Regions from separate parts of the Mus musculus genome. Here region 2 is linked to region 1. The links are chromatin contacts, called in public HiChIP or PLAC-seq maps. All regions are on one chromosome and are shown on one strand. The core of a region is the stretch at or near the end of the contact, and the rest is flanking DNA. Distances in the headings are between cores, read along the strand shown. Region 1 overlaps Tesk2 (testis-specific kinase 2). Region 2 holds the start of Ccdc163 (coiled-coil domain containing 163).

Region 1 (4,461 bases), core at 624-3,123:
CTTCCCGTGCTGCCGGTCTGCATGTTCCCTCTGCTTTGAGTAACTGCTGGTTCGCATCAACGGAGACCATCTGAGTCTGAAGTCAGACTACAACTGGGTGTGTGTTTTCACACCCAAAACAGAAGTAATTACGATTGCCTAACTCCTATAGCCACTGTGAAGAGGAAACAATCATAATATGAACTAGAAAGTATAGTTATTCTATGGCATAACTGATTCCCCCACTTGGAATATTAAGAGAGTACAGTGTGAACTGGTGTGGCACCCCAGCAGGTAAAAGCGTCTGCCACTAGGCTGAACAACTTGAGTTCTATCTCCAAGACCAATACTGTGGAAAAAAAGAACAGACTCCTGCAGGTTATCCTCTGATCTCCTTATCACACACACACAGAGCAAGTAAATAAATAAATGTTTAAAAACATTAAAAGCAGGGCTGGCTGGAGAGGTGGCTCAGTGCTTAAGAGCACTAGCTGTTCTTCCAGAGGACCCAGGGCTCAAATTCCAGCACCCACACGGCAGCTTACACCAGTCTTTAATTCCAGTTCCAGGGGATCCGACATCCTCATAACAGATGTATATGCAAGCAAAACAGCAATGCACATAAAATAAAAATAAGCATTGAAGCCGGGTGGTGGTGGTGCACACCTTTAATCCCAGCATTTGGTAGGCAGAGACAGGTGGATTTCTGAGTTCGGCTACACAGAGAAACCCTGTCTCGAAAACAAAACAAACCAACCAACCAAACAAACAAACAAAAAAAACATTGAAAACTTTTTTTTTTTAATTAAAAAATAAAAAGAAGTGCAGATCTTGAGCTTGGGCGATGACAACAGGTAAACAGCCTACTTCGAGGCCTGATGACCTGAGTGCCATCCTTGGAACCCACACAAAGGGAGGAGAGAGCCAAATCCACAAAGCTGTCCTCTGGCTTCCATACACAGTATTAATACTACTAATAAATACCTCTTTAAAAGAGTCCAGCTCCTAGCTCCTACGCTCCCATGGACAGTGTGGGTCACACACAGTGTTCTGTGTAAGCAGTTACTGAGTGAGAGGTCATAACCACCCAATCAGTGAGCTTGATTATAAAACAGCATTTTACTGCCACTATGTACTGAGACCTTGTCTCCAAAGGCATAAAGAAAAGAAAGGAGGAATATTTCCAGGCAGGCACTAGGCTGGGAAGCCAAGATGTATTTGATTTATTTAATTAGTATTTATAAAGAAGTCAGGCAATAACATCCTATCACTCACAGAACACAACCACAGGCACAGACATCATATGACAGTCTTCTACCTGCTTTCTTTCCCACCCTGCTTTGGCATCATTATATCACAATTAGGAGCATTGCTTTTCTACCTGACCTCATTCCTTACACAGCCGACTAGCACTGATACACTCAAAGTGGTGTCATTGGGCTGGGAGCATAGTTTGATGGGTAGAGGTCTTGCCTAGCATAAACATAAATTGTGTGTGGTGGTGTATCTTTATAGTACCAGCCTACAAAACGTAAAGGCTTTGAGTCATCGAACTCTAAGGCCAGCCTGCTCTATGCACAAGTTCATTTCCACATTAAAACCTGAAAAGCCATCTAGATATGGTGGCATGAACTTGCAGTTCCAGCACTTTGGCTGCAGCAGCAGGACTGTAAGTCCAAGGTCAGTGTGGGCTACACAGTGAAACCCAGTCTCAAAACAGGAGGCACTTAAATAAAACCACACTCTTCCTGATTCATTCTGAGCCTCTCTTCCTCCCTTTCTTTGTTTTAGTTTATTTTGTTTTGTGCGTCTGCTGTTGTGTTGTTTTCTGTAGCACAGGGTGGATGGGCTTGAATTTACAATGTATGTGTGGGTGGCCTTGAACACGTGCTCCTCCTGTGCTACTGCACCTAGCTTCTGAATGATTGCCCACTCCCTCCTCAATCATGAGAGCCAGCATTTACTTAAGTGACTCAGAATGAAGCTGTGCTCTTTTCTTTTCTTTCTTTTTTCCCTTTTCTTTCCTTTCTTCCTTCCTTTCTTCCTTTTTTTCTCTCTCTCTTTCTCTTTCTCTCTCTTTCTTTCTTTCAAGACAGGGTTTTTCTGTGCAGCCTTGGCTGTCCTGGAACTTACTATGTAGACCAGGCTGGACTTAAACTCAGAAATCCGCCTGCCTCTGCCTCCCAAGTGCTGGAGGTTAAAGGAATGCACCACCATTCCAGGCCTTGGAAGTGCGTTCTTAGGCAAGTGCTTAAAAGCTAGTGAGGGCTCAAATTTGTTATTTTCAGTTTTATATTATATACTGATTCATATCAAGAAGAAAATTGGGATCTTGTTTTATTTTTATTTATTTATTTTTGGTGTGTATGTGTGTTTTTGTGTGTGTACATAGGTACACTATTCCAAATGTGCTGGTGTGTGTGTGTGTGTGTGTGTGTGTGTGTGTGTGCGCGAGTACAGATACAGTATTCTATGTGTGCACAGTAAGAGATCAGAGGTCAACATCAGGTCTCCTCCCATCGCTCTCCGCCTTAATTCTTTTAAAGACTTCTTATTGGGGCTGGAGTGATGGATGGCTCAGTGGTTAAGACCAATAACTGCTCGTCTAGAAGACCAGTTCTCAGAACCACAATTATCTATATTCCAGTTATTAGGAACCCAACATCCTTTTCTGACCTCTATGGACACTGCATACATGTAGCACATTTACATATAAGCAGGCAAAACACTCATATACATAAAATAAAAAATTTTTTTAAACTTTAAAAAATTACGAGCACTGGTTCCTTTGGTTCCTGGCACCCACATGGTGGCTTACAACCATCTGTAACTCCCAGTTCCAAGAGGTCTAATACCTTCTTGTGACCTCTGTGGGAACCAGACATTCACTTGGTACACACACATATGCACATGCTGGTAAAATGCATATACATATAAAAAAAGATTAAAATAAATAATTTAAAGGAACAAAACCCAACCCCTTTCCTTCCTGAGCTCCTGGTTACTGAAAGTTTTACAGCCCTGATTGCGGACTAAATTCCTCAACGTGTTACTCAGTACTGAGAGCAGGGCATGGTGGCACAAAGGTACAGCCTCAGCCTGTGGGAGCGGGACTCAGAAGACAACAGTTCTAAGGTATTCTCAGGTCCACTGAAAGGCCGAGGCCAGCTGGGACAACATGAGATTCTGTCCCCAAAGACCTAAAAATGAAAAATAATAAACACAAAAACTGCAAAAGGTCTGAACGTTCTGGTCCAGCCCTCCTTATCTCCTATCACATCTAACATCATTCTTTATTGTAGTTATATAACTTGCCACTCCTGCTTAGGGTCTAAGTTCTCATACGTTTACACTGTTGCTTGAAGAAGTATTTTTGGAACCTACTTTTCAAAAATTCTACCAATCCTTTAAAATTTAGTTAAGGACATCTCCAAACAAGCCAGGTGTGGCAGTACAGTTGCTTTATCCCATCACTCTAAGGTAGGTAAATCTATTGAATTTGAGGCTAGTCTGATCTACAGATCAAGCTCCAAGACAGTCAGCGATACATAGAGAGACTCTGTCTCAAAAAAAAAAAAAAAACAAAAGCAAGAAGAACAACAAAAATCTACAAGTAGTGTTAATATAGCAAACATGGCATCTGCTGGGCTACAGTGAGGCCACATATTATGTCGCTAAGTTCCTCACATTGGTTGAACCTCGTGGGACAGACCTGTAGCTCCAGCTGCTTAGAAAGATGGGCAAGCGGATTGCAAATGCAAGGTCTACCTGAACAGGGTTATTTCAAGGCCATCCTAGACAACTTATTGAGATTAGGTTTCAAAATAAAAAAATAAAGCCGGGCGTGGTGGCCCACGTCTTTAATCCCAGCACTCGGGAGGCAGAGGCAGGCAGATTTCTGAGGCCAGCCTCGTCTACAAAGTGAGTTCCAGGACAGACAGGGCTATACAGAGAAACCCTGTCTCGAAACCCCCCCAAAATAAAAATAAAATAAAAAATAAAAAAATGGGAGAACTGTTGGAGCTGGAGAGATGGCTCTGCACTTGAGAGCACAAGCTGCCCTTGAGAGGACCTCAGTTCATTTCCCAGCACATATACGACCATCTACATTTTCTGGCCTCTGTGTAGGAACATGGTGCACAGACACATGTAAATAAAACATTCATACACACAAAAAAATAAATAAATAAAAATAAATCTTAAAAAAAGGAAGGCTGGGGACTGCAGATTGCTTATTATGTTCAAGGTTCTAGTTTCAACCACAGTATTCCCTTACACACACACACACACACACACACACACACACACACACACACTCTAAAATTGCCTTTCCAAGCTGGCTCTCGTAGAATCTATTCACAGCTGTAATTTCAACCATCTCTCTGATGTTTTCATGAAGATTACCCTTTCTCTTCACACACACAAGACTATTTTGGAGCTTCTACTGAAGAACTCAGAAGGCCCCACCACCTCCTACCTCAT
Region 2 (4,650 bases), core at 1,009-3,508, 58 kb after region 1:
CACCTAAAACACTTTTTTGTGTGTCCTTTTTGTTTTCTGAAAAAAGATCTTTTTAACCCTGGATGGCCTATAGCTCAATATGTAGAGCAGGCTAGTCTCAAACTCATAGAGACCGGCCATCTCTGCCTTCTGAGCACGAGAACTAAAACTGTGTGACACCAAGAAGCACATTTTTTAAAAAATAGTATAGAATAGAGTTTATTCAGGGCACAGAAGGGGAGTTGGAAAGGGGGAGAGGGAGAGAGAGAGAGAACAGAGAAAGAGGAGAGGAGAGGCCTGCCAGAAACATGTGGAGAGAAAGGGGTAAGGGGAAGAAGAAGAGGAGGAGAAGGAGTAGAGGAAGAGTGAAGCACATTTTTAAAAAATTTTTATTTATTATATATACAACATGTATGCCTGCAGGCCAGAAGAGGTCATCAGATGTGGGCCAACCCGTGGTTGCTGGGAATTGAACTCAGAACCTCTTGAAGAGCAGTCAGTGCTCTTAACCTCTAAGCCATTTCTCCAGCCCCCAAGAAGCACATCTTAAACAAACAACCAAAAGGGTGAAGCCTTGCCCATCACTTACTCACTCTGCAGCTCTTGGTGAAAGCCACTGGCAGGACCCAACTTTCCTGGTCTTGCTTTCATTTGGTTTTGGACTAGCTCTTGAACCTGACTCCGAAGGCCCTGCAGTTCCTTTTTCAGCCCTTCCAGGCATTGCTCCAGAAGGGCTCTCCCTTTGGGGCCCTCCTGCAGCAGTTTTAGTGATGCTGTAGAGGGGAAAGTAAGGTCAGTGGCTCTAAGAGACTCACATGAGAGCAAATGACACATAGGTAAAGCTGTGTAGGGCTGGAGGGAGAGAAGCTCACCCATTCACTAAAAGGCTAAGCCCCACAACCGAAAGCTGTATGTACATCAGCGGTAGAGCACAGATCATTAGCATGTGCAAAACTCGAAAGCTGTATGTACATCAGTGGTAGAGCACAGATCATTAGCATGTGCAAAACTCTTGGTTTCCATTTTAAAACTCTGTGTGCCATACATAGAAAAGAATTGGCCCAATACCTTCTAGAGCACTGATCTTGAACATATGTTGCTCCCGATCCTTCAACAGGCTCTGTACAGAATGCTTCAGCGCCTCAGTCACCTACCCAAGCAGAGAAAACCCAGACATTCCTTTCTAAGTCATTGTCCCAACTCCTAATATTCTCGTCTCACATTATCACCACGTACATACCCCTAATACCTCACCTGAGCCTGAGCCTGAAGCTGGGATCGGAGTTTAGTAACTTCATCCCAGAGAGAGGAGCTGTGGGCTTCAGTACAGCTCAGTCTCTCTCCAAGAGTGGGAGTCTTTAGAGCCCAAGGCTGTTGAGCTTGGGCCTCTGGCTGAGGAGGTAAGCGATGAGAAGTCCAGGTGTCAGCCAGGTCCCCTATTGTGGGAATAGGGAAGGGACAAGAGCAGGGTCTGTCTGTGTAGGAAATCAGAGGACAGGAAGTAGCTGGGATTTGTACAGAACTGTGAGCTGTACAGGCAGGCACTGAAAGAAAGGAGGCTCTGAGAAGACAAAGGGCTGGGAGAAAAGACAATACTTACCTGTAGAGGAAACTCGAAAGGGATACAAACTCTGCTACAAAAAAAAAAAAAAAAAAAAAAAAAAAAAAAACCAGCAAACAGTTCAACAAGCCAGTGAGCTCTCAGTGCCCTTTACTAAGCCCTAGCCTAGCCTCCCAATGGGAGGGGTTAGATGGGGATCCCAGAGGTCCCCCTCTTACCTTAATCCGGGCCATATTTTCATCAGTTGAACTGAGAACCGCATGAAGCTGATCAGACCAGCTAGGGCTCCTGTTCATCCTGGAGCACTTGAAATTGCGTCTCTAACTTTCCCTGTTCTTGCTCTTCCACACTCAGATACCCGCGGGCCAGCCCAGGACAAGCCACAGAGTTAGATGGAAATAAGGAAAGTGGGAATATATTAGGGCTACAGAAACAGTGCGATAGCAATACTGTGAATCTAGAACTACGGAACAGAGTACTTTGAAAAGTGGGGGGTCGGGGAGGGGGGAAGAAAACAGAATAATATCGAGAGGGTAGAATGAACCGAATTTTGGTTGAGACCTCCACAAATCAAGGACGCTATCACCACTGAGACAAGTGACAAGTGCCGCTCAAGAGTTCAAACTCTGGTAGGCGGAGAATGAGATTTTAAGTACCGGTGCCGCAGCGCCACCCGGGAAACTGAGTCCGCTTCTTGCGGAGACCACAGGCAATAGAGGGCGGAAATACGTTTCCCTGGAAATACGTGCCCTGTGCGTTCACACTCACACCTCCCGTGAAGCTCGTCGGGACACGGAGTCTTCCAGACTCGGTTATGTTTGGGCTACAAGGACAAAAGTAACTACGTGTACCAAGATGCACCGTGCAGAGTCAGTTGAGTCCGTTACTATTCCTTTACTTCTTGGGAAATGTAGTCCAGCCCTGATGGACGCATACAAGCCTAAGTTAGCTATGAGACTCCATTTCCCAGCAAGCTCAGCGTTCAGCGTGCGTTATGGAGCCGCGAGTCGCAGAGCTGAAGCAGAAGATTGAGGACACCTTGTGTCCTTTTGGCTTCGAAGTTTATCCCTTCCAGGTTGGTTTGTCTTCCCTGTGGTCCTAGGGTGAGCTCTAGGATTGGCCTTGGTGCCAAAAGTGTGAAGGCCGGTGAGCCCTTCTGATCCTCTCAACCTACTGCAGCCATCTGATGACCAGGTCGTGTTGTAAAATGGGGCTTGATTAAAAAACGTAGAGAAACACATGTTTGCCCTTTTATGTCTTTATGATGTCAAACAAATGAATGGGATACAGCCCAAGATCCCCTAACCTGTCATCATTATAATTTACCAGAAAACGGTCTCCCGGTGTGGGCGGGATCATCAGATTCTTCCAAAGGAATTAGAAGAGGTCAAAACTTGGAAGGTTGGTGTGACAGTGTACTCGATCAGATGAAGAGAGAAGAGTATTCCTAATGTTGAACAAGAGACAATTGGCTAGTTTGTTCGGCCAGCCAACAGAAGGCTAATTCATGGTGTTGCTTGCCATCAATACGGGACTGAGCATAGAAATTCCTCACGCTCGCCTGGTACAGAAGTCTCTGTAACCACAGTCCCTCTCCACCCCACCCAGCCCCGCCCTATTCCACACTTTCCTCCCACAGTGCTGAGTGAACAAAATTATGTTTAAGACACAAACTAAAATCCGCCTGTGTCCTTTGGCCTATCTTAAGATTCCTAGGCCATTGAGCTTTCCAGGGGAAGACTTGTAAGAAGATACTATTGAGAAGTTAAGTCTAGTTTGAAAGCCATGCTTGAGGTCTTGGGTTCAATTCCTAGTAATGAGGCAAAAACAAAATTGAAAGCTGAGGCTATAAAACTAAGTGAGATGTATATCTATCTATCCATCTATCAGAAATTTATCTGATAGGTGGATGGCTAGCTAGCTAGAGTGCTGGCTTAGCATTTGCAAATCTCAGTCACCAGCACAAAAACAGAGAAATGTATATGAAAAGATGGATTGAAAGGAGAGGAGAATTATGTACATTCTAGAGTCAGATTGGGACTGGAAAGAGAGCTCAGCAGTTAAGAGCACTGACTGCTCTTCCAGAGATTCTGAGTTCAAATCCCAGCATCCACATGGTGGCTCACAACCATCTGTAATGGGATCTGATGCCCTCTTCTGGTGTGTCTGAAGACAGCTACAGTGTACTCACATACATAAAATAAGTAACTAAATCTTTTTTTAAAAGTCAGAATTTGGAGGCAGTGATGGAAGGTAGTGATGGAAGGCAGATATGGGAAAGAATAGAAGTGCCTATGTGAATGTGAGGCATGGTGGCTGAAGCCTTTGACCCCAGCACTCAGGAGGCCGAGTCTTCCAGACCAGCCTGATATACATAGCAAGCTCCAGGTCAGCCAGAGCTATAGTGAGACCCCATCTTATTTTAAACTTGTGTGTGTCTAGTCTGGATAATAGGAACTATTATACTGAGCAGAGTTAGCCCCGCCTGTCTCCTAAGGTCTTGCTACTCACCTTTCCAGTCCTATATCCAACAGCCACCATGAATATCACCTGAATCTTCCAAACACAGGTTGTTGTTTTTAGCCCACCAACCTATCCTATATCCCAGAACACTTCTCACATATGAATTATTATAATCTCCTTGCTGCCATCTTGGCTCCAATCCATTCTCTACAGCGCAACCAGATCTTAGTAATGCAATTATTGGTCACTTTATTCTTTTAAGGGTTAAATGACTCCTCATCTTCACCAAGTTGGTGCCATAGTTTTTAAGTTGATATGTAAGGCCAGGCCCAACCTCTCTCCTACTAATCTCTCAAGCCTTCCCCTAGTGCATTTCCTTCTTTTTTTCTTTCCTTTTTTTTTTTTTTTGGTGGGGGAGAGGGGCGGGGGGATGGGGTTCTTTTTTTGTTTTGTTTTTTCGAGACAGGGTTTCTCTGTGTAGCCCTGGCTGTCCTGGAACTCACTCTGTAGACCAGGCTGGCCTTGAACTCAGAAATCCACCTGCCTCTGCCTCCCAAGTGCTGGGATTAAAGGCGTGCGCCACCACGCCCAGCTTCTTTCTTTCTTTTTCTTTTTTCTTTTTTTAATTCTCCCCACCCCCCCCCCAA

The links. HiChIP or PLAC-seq counts read pairs in DNA pulled down with a chosen protein or histone mark.
Region 2: an H3K27ac HiChIP or PLAC-seq map of embryonic stem cells shows a contact between it and region 1, with 13 read pairs. The contact joins the promoter of Ccdc163 here to the enhancer-like site in region 1. A contact is called at or near these places in 1 of 39 promoter capture datasets (macrophages), 2 of 15 datasets of contacts at CTCF or cohesin (the NIH/3T3 cell line and embryonic stem cells), 8 of 484 Hi-C or Micro-C datasets (the G1E-ER4 cell line, the HL-1 cell line, bone marrow-derived macrophages and 4 more), 9 of 115 datasets of contacts at active chromatin or transcription factors (the SCID.adh cell line, bone marrow-derived macrophages, embryonic fibroblasts and 5 more) and 3 of 9 other capture datasets (adipose tissue, liver and pancreatic islet).

What each region holds. Positions count from the first base shown.
Region 1 is chr4:116,764,308-116,768,768 of GRCm38.p6, reverse strand. The region is part of intron 3 of Tesk2 (testis-specific kinase 2); the gene reads right to left. Among named protein-coding and RNA genes, the nearest start is that of Toe1, 41 kb to the left of the region's middle. Within about 2 kb of position 1,873, at least 11 of the 459 cell types and tissues checked have an H3K27ac peak or open chromatin away from gene starts, as enhancers often do. A contact at or near this core is called in adipose tissue and embryonic stem cells, where this site is marked.
Region 2 is chr4:116,706,203-116,710,852 of GRCm38.p6, reverse strand. Ccdc163 (coiled-coil domain containing 163) reads right to left here and starts at 2,258. Exons shown (of 10, transcript NM_026714.3): 1 at 1,759-2,258; 2 at 1,580-1,613; 3 at 1,234-1,415; 4 at 1,048-1,129; 5 at 569-752. The coding sequence starts at 1,836. Mmachc (methylmalonic aciduria cblC type, with homocystinuria) reads left to right here and starts at 2,468. Exons shown (of 4, transcript NM_025962.3): 1 at 2,468-2,615. The coding sequence starts at 2,535.